Linked DNA regions of Triticum aestivum: region 2 is linked to region 1. A link is a contact called in public Hi-C data. All regions are on one chromosome and are shown on one strand. The core of a region is the stretch at or near the end of the contact, and the rest is flanking DNA. Distances in the headings are between cores, read along the strand shown. Region 1 holds the start of LOC123166334. Region 2 has its middle 89 kb from the start of LOC123164726.

Evidence for each region. A called contact is a pair of places that touch in the nucleus more often than the background predicts.
Region 2: a Hi-C map of leaf shows a contact between it and region 1, with 8 times the contacts expected there. The contact joins the enhancer-like site here to the promoter of LOC123166334 in region 1. A contact is called at or near these places in 3 of 5 Hi-C or Micro-C datasets (all in leaf) and 1 of 1 datasets of contacts at active chromatin or transcription factors (leaf).

Annotation. Positions count from the first base shown.
Region 1 is chr7D:180,632,389-180,637,676 of IWGSC CS RefSeq v2.1, forward strand. It overlaps LOC123166334, which reads right to left and starts at 2,404. Exons shown (of 3, transcript XM_044584119.1): 1 at 1,778-2,404; 2 at 1,303-1,456; 3 at 1-1,211. The coding sequence starts at 1,162.
Region 2 is chr7D:180,781,483-180,786,770 of IWGSC CS RefSeq v2.1, forward strand. No RefSeq gene overlaps it. Among protein-coding and RNA genes, the nearest start is that of LOC123164726, 89 kb to the right of the region's middle. Within about 2 kb of position 3,174, at least 1 of the 8 cell types and tissues checked has an H3K27ac peak or open chromatin away from gene starts, as enhancers often do. A contact at or near this core is called in leaf, where this site is marked.

The DNA.
Region 1 (5,288 bases), core at 1,154-3,653:
TTATGAGTATCACTGACAACGATGTTGCAACATCCCTGCAGCTCCCTGAAGCATAAGCACCAATGAGCCCCAGCAGATCAGCCACGACGCACACAGACAGCGCTTGAGTCCTTATCCCATGCGTGCTCAGTTCCGTGCTCAGAAGCAGTATGACTGTGACCAAAGACGCCACAAAAGAGGTCGCATTGCAACACATGAAAATATTGAAGCGGAGGAGATTGTGCTTGCGGAGAACAAAAGTAGCTGCACGGTGTTCAGGATTATTTGCACCCCAAAAGCCACCAGGTGGACTTATCCCAGCTTGGTATGTGATAGTAGCAGCAAAGGTTGCAAGCATCAATATGAACTTGCGAGCCTCCTCGATCTCCCTTGCGTAATCTCGGTTGCTCCTTTGCCCGTCAGGATCAGAGACAGGGCAAATAGATGGCACCTTTTTTAGCATGCGTTTCAGCTTCTTCAGAATGATATCCCGGGTTTTCTGCACCTGATCTTTTAACGGCTGTGGAACTACCCTCATGAACAACAGGATATGAACCGCAACATAGGCGAAAACAGAACAGACCAGCACCAATATGTAAATGGAAGACCTTAGTACTCTGCAACTCCCCGCGGCATATGCCCCCATGAGACTGAAAAGATCCAGGATCATGGTAAACTGCATCGAGCGAAGCCAGACATGCTTGCTCGCCACTCCCCTACTCAGAAGCAAGATGATCAAGACTAGAGAAGCAGCAAAGGCTGTGGCGTTGCAGTAAAAGAAGGCTTCGTATCGCCGGAAGAATTTAAGTGGGAGGAGAGGATCGCCGGCATGGCGGTCAAGTCTGTCCATCTGAAATCCCCCCGGCGGGCTCAACCCAGCATTGTAGGTGACACCAACGGCCAACACCGCCAGAAGTAGCAAATACTTCCGCAGCCTCCACAAGAACTCGAAATCATCCTTGATGCTGGATGACCTGTTGGGCGGACCTTGCCCATTGTTGTTGCCGGCCGCCTCGATATCCTCCGTCGCTCCGCTGGCGGCTGCTTCATCTGCCATCTGGCCATTGCCTGGCCCCGAAGCAGCCATGCCGTTCATCGGCGTGGTGGCCGGCTCGGGCTGCTCGCTGTTCGCCGTGTGAGCGTTCCCCGGCTGAGGCTGCATGTGTGAGCCGCCCTCAATCATGGCATGAGCTCTGAGCTTGTACCCAGATCAGGGTAACTGGTAAGATTAACTGCAAGCGGAAAAATGGCAGAAAATTGGCACTGGAACTTATGCATCCATGTCGAAGAGCCGAGCAGAGGAAGAGAGAGTAAGGATCATACCTAGAATGGGGAAGCTTCGCAATGCTCAGTTGCTCACACGGAATGGCTGCCCCGTCAGCCTAGCTGAGGTTGCGGCTTTGAGCTTGTATCTAGAGCGACGGCTGCTGCTCAGACTAGTGAGGGACACCTTGTGTGCTTCAAAGATAGCCGAGCTCTTCCGGCGTCAATAATGGTGTGAACGGAGGTGTGGACAGTGAACAAAAAGAGAGGGGGAGACCGGTGAAGTCAGTTAAACAAAGGAAAGAAACAAGGCAGGACCCCACGGCAATGTATCAGGCTATCATCTTATAGCTTATTAGGTTGGAGTTGGACCCAGTCATATCAAGAAACGGCTGTTAGAAGAGAGCCTAATACACCAAACAATAATGAACAAATTAACACGCATCTCAACTGTAAAATACTCCGGCATCGAGCTGGGTTGCTGGGTAATTTGGTTTGGAACACATGAATAAGCAAGAGTTAGCCAGTAGGGTACCTGGTACCAGGAGGCAGTGAAATGGAATCTGTGGACGGCGATGGTAAGCGGAGAGGGTGTGTTGACCGCTGACTGGCACACGACCACCACACACACCGTGGGTTCACACCGGCGTTCAGAAGCCACCTTGACAGGAACGTCCTACCGTCGTCCACTTGGCTCCGGCGAAGTCACCTCCGAGTCCGACCTCCTCGGCGCCTCGAGCGTCTCCGTCTTTTGACGTTTTAGCTCCGGCGTGCAGCCACTGTTCCGTGGAGCGCCCATCGCCGCTCGTGACTTGGCTCTTCTCCGGCCATTAACTGCCGTGCCGTTGTTAGGTACTGGCCGCGGTAGCTAGCTAGCTAACAGCACTGGTGCAGTCGCTAGTACGGTCAGCTCCGCTGCCGGCGCCCCGCTGGCCGCTGAGGCATTTGTTCGAACACCAGACGGGCACTGCTGGGGGGAGCAGAGCCGGGCGGGCCAGCCGCAGACAGGGCCTAAATCCGTCGTTGGTTGCCTTATCCTGCCAGACCTAGAGAGGGCAGCAGCAGCGTGCATTGATCCCGTCGACTGGCGCTCGGGGCCCCCGTCGACGACGACAGGGGCGTTCCAACCCGCTCTGGCCATCCATCCCCCCTGGATCGCCGGGCTCCTCGACTAGTCATTTTGTATGCTAGCTGACGTCACGAGAAAATTAGGGAATGACGTCACGTAAACAGTTTTTTTAACATCAGTACAGACACAAGCGCTCATATACATGCGCATACACCCACCCCTATAAACGCGCACACACACCCTACCCCTATGAGCACCTCCGAGAGACTGAGCCGGCATATCAACTTGAGATTTACGAAGTCACCGTAGGCGTCTCGTCGTCGACGGGAACGTCTCCTCCCACTGAGGGCGCATCGCCGGAAATCCTGAAATAAATCTAGGAATTATGCGAGCACCAGGATTTGAACTCTGATGGGTTGGGGATACCACTGTCCGCCTAACCATTTCAACCACAGGTTGGTTCGCCGTAAACAGGTTATCATAGGCTCCCTCCATCAAGTTTAACTCTTGGCATCTCCAACCGCTGACCCTAAATCTTACACCGTATAAGGATCAATCCGTGGACCTGGGAGCCTGACATCTAAAGCTATCCTCTGAATGTCTGCTAATACGCGTGGCGATCCATAAAAAAATTGGATTTTATGTCCTGTCAAACCGGCAATCTGAACCTTCACTTCACACTCAATCTACCGTTGTCTCGACCGCCTCCTTCTCCACCGCCTTCTTCTTGGTCATCTCCTTCTCAGTTATACCTGGGCATATCTCGGGCCGGGCTGGGCCAAACAAAGCCCGGTGCTAAAAACCCAGGCCCGAGCCCGGCTCGGCCCGGCCATCGGGTCTACAAAATTGGGCCTGAGCCCGAGAAAGCCCGACACGGCCCGGTCGGCCCAGCCAGACTACGGCTAAAAACATGTTTTGTGCAGGCCCGAGCCCGACCCGACCTGCCCGTCGGGCTCAGTTTCCAGGCCCGAGCCCGGCCCGATGTCACACTCGGGCTCAGCCCGGCCCGGGATTTTCGGGCCGGTTCGGGTCGGGTCGTCTGGGCCGGGCTGCCCATGGCCACGTCTATTCTCAGTCCTCTCCAACTAATCCTTCTACCGCTTTAACATCTTGAAACGGACGGCTTGCGATCATCCTTGTGGCGTCATCTAAATCCTCCATCTTCAAGGTCAACATCTTCGCGTCGTTCGAAGCGGTTGCGGTCTCAACCTTCTTCTCTTTGAACATGGTCATCCTCTCTTCGAGATTGAGCTTCTTCTCGGTCGCCGGCATCAACATGTTCAACATGTCGGCCTTGTTCCTTCTTGACATTAGAGTACTTGAAGTATGCCCCCTTCTTCGCCAAGATGTTCTCGAATCTCTCCTCCTCTTGGTCGCCGCCCTTTCTCGCTTTCCCTTCTTCTTCTCCCACTTCTTTCCCTGGAACCCTCTTGTAACCTTCTTGTGCAGTTCTATTGTTGGGTCTATTGGATCATCAGTTTCTTCCTCGGTGCCACAGGCGACGATCTTGGCAATGAATAGATTCCATTTGGGTTGTCCATTCAACCTCAATCAACAATGCATGACGGTGAAGCTCTTCTTATGCAACTTCAAGAACACATTGCATGCACAGGAAGGCTAGAAAATAAAACATTGTCAAATGACTATAAATGACCAACACAAGAATGCATATCCGGCCAACAATATGCATATCTGCCCAAAGTGACGAACACAACAATGCATATCCGACCAAGTGACCAACATAACAATGCATATCTGACCAACAATGTGCATATTCGGCAAAATGACCAAGGCAACAATGCATATCCGGCCTAATGACCAACACAACAATGCATATTTGGCCAACATGTTGCATATCTGACCAAATGATTTAGACAATAATGCATATCCGTCCAACAATGTGCATATCCGTCCAAATAGTCTAGACAACAATGCATATCTGGCCAAATGATGAACACACTTATTTGCTCGGAGATTTGCGCACCACTTGGCCACCGTGTGATGAGTTGCCTCGAGTGGCCGCAATACTTTTACATGGCCTCTTGGACGCTGTACCATCAATGGTTGACAAACTTTGCTCCATGGTTGCTGATGAGCCCGTTGGAGTAAGGCTCAAAATGCTTGTGTTCATGGAACCAAGAGTGAATGTTGGCCCAAAATGTTGAGCTCTTTTGTTCCGTGCCATGGATCGGATTGATGCTAGTGGCCAACCATACATCGCACAAAAAATCGTCATCCCACATGTTGAAGCTTTTCCCTCTACCCTTCTTCTTTGGATCGGCAGCAAAATCATTCGGATCATCGTCCTTGTCGTCCTCCTCCTACTTTCCGGTGGCCCAGCCCTGCTACTGTGTTCGTGCCCAGCTGGATGTACGTGCCGGAGTGGGTGTAGCTCGGCTGCATGCCCAACTAGGTGTACGTGCTGGACTGGGTGTAGCCCAGCTTGGTGTATGAGCCGACCTGGGTGGGCTCCAAGTCATCCACCTGCCTGTCCTCGTAGCAACCTTCTCCCCCGCCTCCATCGTGGATCATCTCAAACAGTCCCCCCTGTCCGCGGCGCGTACCTTGGCTCACATGCTTTAGGCATACCATCGAATAATGTGCGGGCACCCAGCTGCTCCACGCCCGACGTCCACGTGCGGATAAGCTCTGGCGATGCACACTCCGAGAAAAAGTAGCGGCGTCGCGCATGTTGACGCAGCAAGGCACTTGCATGGCGCCAGATGTCGGGGACTGGCTACTGAGCTCCGTGACGGCGTAGAAATACGGAGTCTTGTAATGCTCCGGCTTTTAGCAGCATCTGCACGGTCGACGACGACAGGAGGGCCCACGTCCCAGACTCCGCCATGCACCACGCCCGCCGCCTACACGACCACCACCTCCGCCGACCTTCTGCTTCTTGAGTGGTGTCGCCTTTGCCTTCGCTTTGAGGCCGCAATTTCGCCATGTCTCCGAGTTGATCTTCTGCGCAAGCATG
Region 2 (5,288 bases), core at 1,924-4,423, 150 kb after region 1:
CGTGATCCAAATCACCGATGACCGAGTGCCGAACGGACGGCACCTCCGCGTTCAACACACGTACGGAGCAGCGACGTCTCCTCCTTCTTGATCCAGAAAGAGGGAAGGAGAGGTTGATGGAGTCCAGCAGCACGACGGCGTGGTGGTGGAAGTAGCGGGGATCTCGGCAGGGCTTCGCCAAGCTTCTGCGAGAGGGAGAGGTGTTGCAGGGGGAGAGGGAGGCGCCAGGGGCTGTGTTGCTGCTGCCCTCCCCCCCCCACTATATATAGGCCCCCTGGAGGGGGGCGCCGGCCCTGGAACCCATCTACAAGGGGGGGCGGCGGCCAGGGGGGAAACTTCCCCCCCAAGTCAAGTGGGGCGCCCCCCACCCCCAGGGTTTCCAACCCTAGGCGCAGGGGGAGGCCCATGGGGGGCGCCCCAGCCCACTAAGGGCTGGTTCCCTTCCCACTTCAGCCCATGGGGCCCTCCGCGATAGGTGGCCCCACCCGGTGGACCCCCGGGACCCTTCCGGTGGTCCCGGTACAATACCGATAACCCCCGAAACTTTCCCGGTGGCCGAAACTGGACTTCCTATATATAATTCTTCACCTCCGGACCATTCCGGAACTCCTCATGACGTCCGGGATCTCATCCGGGACTCCGAACAACTTTCGGGTTTCCGCATACTAATATCTCTACAACCCTAGCGTCACCGAACCTTAAGTGTGTAGACCCTATGGGTTCGGGAGACATGCAGACATGACCGAGACGCCTCTCCGGTCAATAACCAACAGCGGGATCTGTATACCCATGTTGGCTCCCACACGTTCCACGATGATCTCATCGGATGAACCACGATGTCGAGGATTCAATCAATCCCGTATACAATTCCCTTTGTCAATCGGTACGTTACTTGCCCGAGATTCGATCGTCGGTATCCCAATACCTTGTTCAATCTCGTTACCGGCAAGTCACTTTACTCGTACCGTAATGCATGATCACGTGGCTAACTCCTTAGTCACATTGAGCTCATTATGATGATGCATTACCGAGTGGGCCCAGAAATACCTCTCCGTCATACGGAGTGACAAATCCCAGTCTCGATCCGTGTCAACCCAACAGACACTTTCAGAGATACCCGTAGTGTACCTTTATAGTCACCCAGTTACGTTGTGACGTTGGGTACACCCAAAGCACTCCTACGGCATCCGGGAGTTACACGATCTCATGGTCTAAGGAAAAGATACTTGACATTGGAAAAGCTCTAGCAAACGAACTACACGATCTTTTATGCTATGCTTAGGATTGGGTCTTGTCCATCACATCATTCTCCTAATGATGTGATCCCATTATCAATGACATCCAATGTCCATAGTCAGGAAACCATGACTATCTGTTGATCAACGAGCTAGTCAACTAGAGGCTTACTAGGGACACGTTGTGGTCTATATATTCACACATGTATTACGATTTCCGGATAACACAATTATAGCATGAACAATAGACAATTATCATGAACAAAGAAATATAATAATAACCATTTATTATTGCCTCTAGGGCATATTTCCAACATGAACTACTCCATAGTTTATGCCTTCCTGTAAAACAAACAATAAACAGAGGAATAAGCTAAGTGAGTGGGATCTACAAACTAATAAAAGAGGTTCAGTACACCAAGTACATGATATACCCACTAATAGTAGTATAAAGAGGTTTTTATAGTAAACAATGACCACTAACATCAACATGTTTATTAAAGAGGTTCAGGAAGGGTTCTATACACCAAGCACATGACATATCCATTATTAATAAATAAACAATCACCACTTGCAAAGTTCAGTAAACAATGAACACTGGCATCAACTTTTTAATTAAGTAGGAGCAAACAAAGTTCAGTAAACAAGGCATTAAGCACTTGTCACAATAAACAATAAGTACCATGCACTAATGACAACACAGAGCTAAACATAGATCAAGCACTGAACACAGCTAAACAACATGCTAAACAAAGCATTAAGCACTAACTAGGTTAAACAATGAGCAGCAAGTAGTAAACAAAGCCAATGAGCACCTTACACTAAACAGGTTCCGACGCATACCTTCTCACCACACCCAAGAAACCTCCTGCCAGTGTGCATCGCTTCAAATGCAACAAAGCGCTCTGCCGGCTTGCCATGTTCGCACAACACACTAACATCTGCGTCAATGTCGCTGAAATTTGGATCGTGCATGGTAGTAGGCAACTGCAGGAGCAAACAAAGCAAGCCCTAGCTTCAGATCAAGCTCATTCCCAAAATCCCCATTTCACAAACCCTAGCTCTGGCTATACATAACTTACCTTGATGATGCCGTGGCAGGAGGAGGTGACGTTATCGATTGAATCCCTACTGATCTCGCCGTCATTCCACGACACCATGGCGCGGCGGGGCAGCGGCCGATGGTAGGGGTGGCGACGGGGGAGAAGAACAGAGAGTGAGTGAGGGCGACCCAGTCCCGATTGGAACCGGTTTTGGCCGAGCCGACGCGTCCGATGTCACTGTAGCGCCGTCAGGCGGCGGTTGATCGCGTCCGTTATACTACGTCACCGAAATCGAGCCCCACCTATCATAATCGGGGATAAAATGCCCAAACAGACGAGTCAGTACTTTCTGTAAATGATTAAGCCCAGAATCGTTGTTTTTTGCAACAAATTTGTAGAAGATTGTTTTCTGCGAGCCTACGCTTCAATGTGGTGGTTTTTTGCAATTCGCTCTAAAAATATGTGAATGAAATACATTGAGTAAATTAAGCATTTTGTAGCCATTTCGTACCAATCAACCATAGCATGAGGAGTGACGGCCAGAAGCACGACCAGCTGAACAACCCAACATACTTTCAGGAGCCGAAGATACCCCAAGGCTGGTGTAGTATGAAGTGCGGAAGGAAAGAATAATGGATATAAGAATGGCACACAGGAGAAGAGAAGACCCGTGAAGTCAATGCCCAAACGAGAAGCACAGAAAGAAAGGAAAATTCATCAAGAATAAAAGGGGGAATACAGAAAGAGCGTGGGGCCCGGGTTGCTTGACGGCCCCACAGCAATAGCCACGTTTATGTTCTGATGAAATATTGGCATGCTCAAGTGGGCTTTAAGAAGTTGGGTGCGAGCTGCGAACTTGTAAAGGACAGAGACAAACAAAGGCTGGACCAGTAGATGATGAGAACCAAGGCACACATACATGATTGATTGATTGCTACCCTAACTTACTGAAACATCACAGGACCACTTCGTTCGGAATAAGATACCGGACGAAAAGCAGGAATGGTGGCAACGTGAGAGCGGCGCAAACATTTCTTCGACGGTGAAGAAGTGAAGCAGAAACGGGCGGCACTATAGAATTACTCCCTCCGTCCCAAAATAAGTGACTCGACATTGCAAAGGAAGTACAACATAGAGGCTGCCGTTCACGGAAATGCGCTTTGGTGGCCGAGCTACCTGGAGGCCGTTATCACATCCCTCAGTACTCGTCGTGATCAGCGCCAAGCGGGTATGAGGTACCGTATTTTCAGTTGTGGCTGTTGCACAGTGCCCGTATTTGCTGGCAAATAAACATCGACAGCTCACGTACACGAGTCGGCACAGCAGTGCGGGCACACTTGCCATCCCCGGCTCACGTACTACTGCGGCGTGAGCGCAAGGAAAGGGTTCACGCCGATGAGGCCATGCATGCAGGTGCTAGTACGTGATGCTCTTGGACAGCTAGAGTGATGATACGAAGCACACAAACGGCCGGGTTCTGGTGCAAATCTCTGAACAACATAGCACGGTGCTTGATAAAATAAAGTCAAATGAGTTAGCTGATGCGTGTAATCGATTTATATAAAAAAAATGGATGGCGTCGGGTAGGGTAGTATTCCTTTTTACATATTTTTTGAAAAATGTCATCATAAAATACTAGCGTGCACCTTATTTGTGCTGATTAAGAAACACTCCGTTAGTAAGCGTGGCTGGTTTAAGAATTGAAGGGTACTTATAGTCATACGGATTGCAAACCTTTGGTACAAAAAAAAAGATATCATTCCGTATGCGTGATTTATCTTGTGTCTGGCGAGTATCCGGTAATTGGTTTTTTTAGCTATTAGAGTTCCTTTGGGTTTTCACCTCTGGAAAACACCGATTAGTACACTCAAAATAGCATGGTGTTGACATGAGAGACACTGATGATATGACATCGAAGAACATAACGAGGATGCATCGTTCAATTGGTAAGGAATTCTTACTACTAGGGGATGATTGTTTTTCAAATCGCTAATATAAAAATCAAACAATTTGAAGGCATTTTTTAAATCTGTCAAACCAAAAATATATATTGAAATGTGATCAGAAAATAATGAGAAATCAGGTACACTATGCATGCGTAAAAAAGGGAGGGCAAAGGTTATTCCGAGTAGTGAAGAGAACAATTTGGATTATCCATAATTCAGCTAGTTTTTTTTTAAACCCATCAAACCGAAAAATGGTGTTTTGGAGAGGTTCTTGAATCTTTTTTTTTTTTGCGGGGGAGAGGTTCTTGAATCTAGTATCTCTTGATCCTGAATATCAATATAGGACGAACGAGATTCGTGGACATAAGCAACAACGAACTCCACCCCCCCCCCCCCCCCCCCCCCCCCCCAAAAAAAGATCACCGGCATCCACCCTAGGAGCCAAACTGCAACACATCCTAGATTATCATCTCATCAGAATCAGATCCAACAATAAGGTGCAGACGAAGTAGACAAAGAATGGCTGCAAATACAAAGCTAGACACATTTTTTGTTGGAAAGCATTGCAAGGGGGAACATAGATTGCGAGACTCGACAGTATTTTACCCTGAATCCGCTTCCTCAAAGATGAACTCCAGGCCATCGATGGCAAATCGTCACCCGCCCAGCCACTACACGCGAAGGTGATGAATGGTCTGACCAGGCAAAAAAAACTAAGCACTGCGTCTTTTTAGGGGTACTAAGCACTGTGTGGAAGTATTTTTATTTTTTAAGGATAGCAACTGCGTGGAAGTAAAGATATCTGCAGCGCCACATGTGCAAGTTTCAAAACAGCCCAGCAGGCACATGACGTGCATGCATAACGTTATGTACCCAAGGCCCATGTACAATTGCAACACCGCAGCCATGCCATCATTGTATTGCAATTTAATAGCCAGCGTATATATAGGAGAAAACAAATCAGCATACATCACAGCGCTATACTAGATGGCACAGATTTTGGCCTCCAGGTAGCTCGGCCACCAAAATGCCACACTCCTGCCGTTCATATCTTGTTGAGTTTA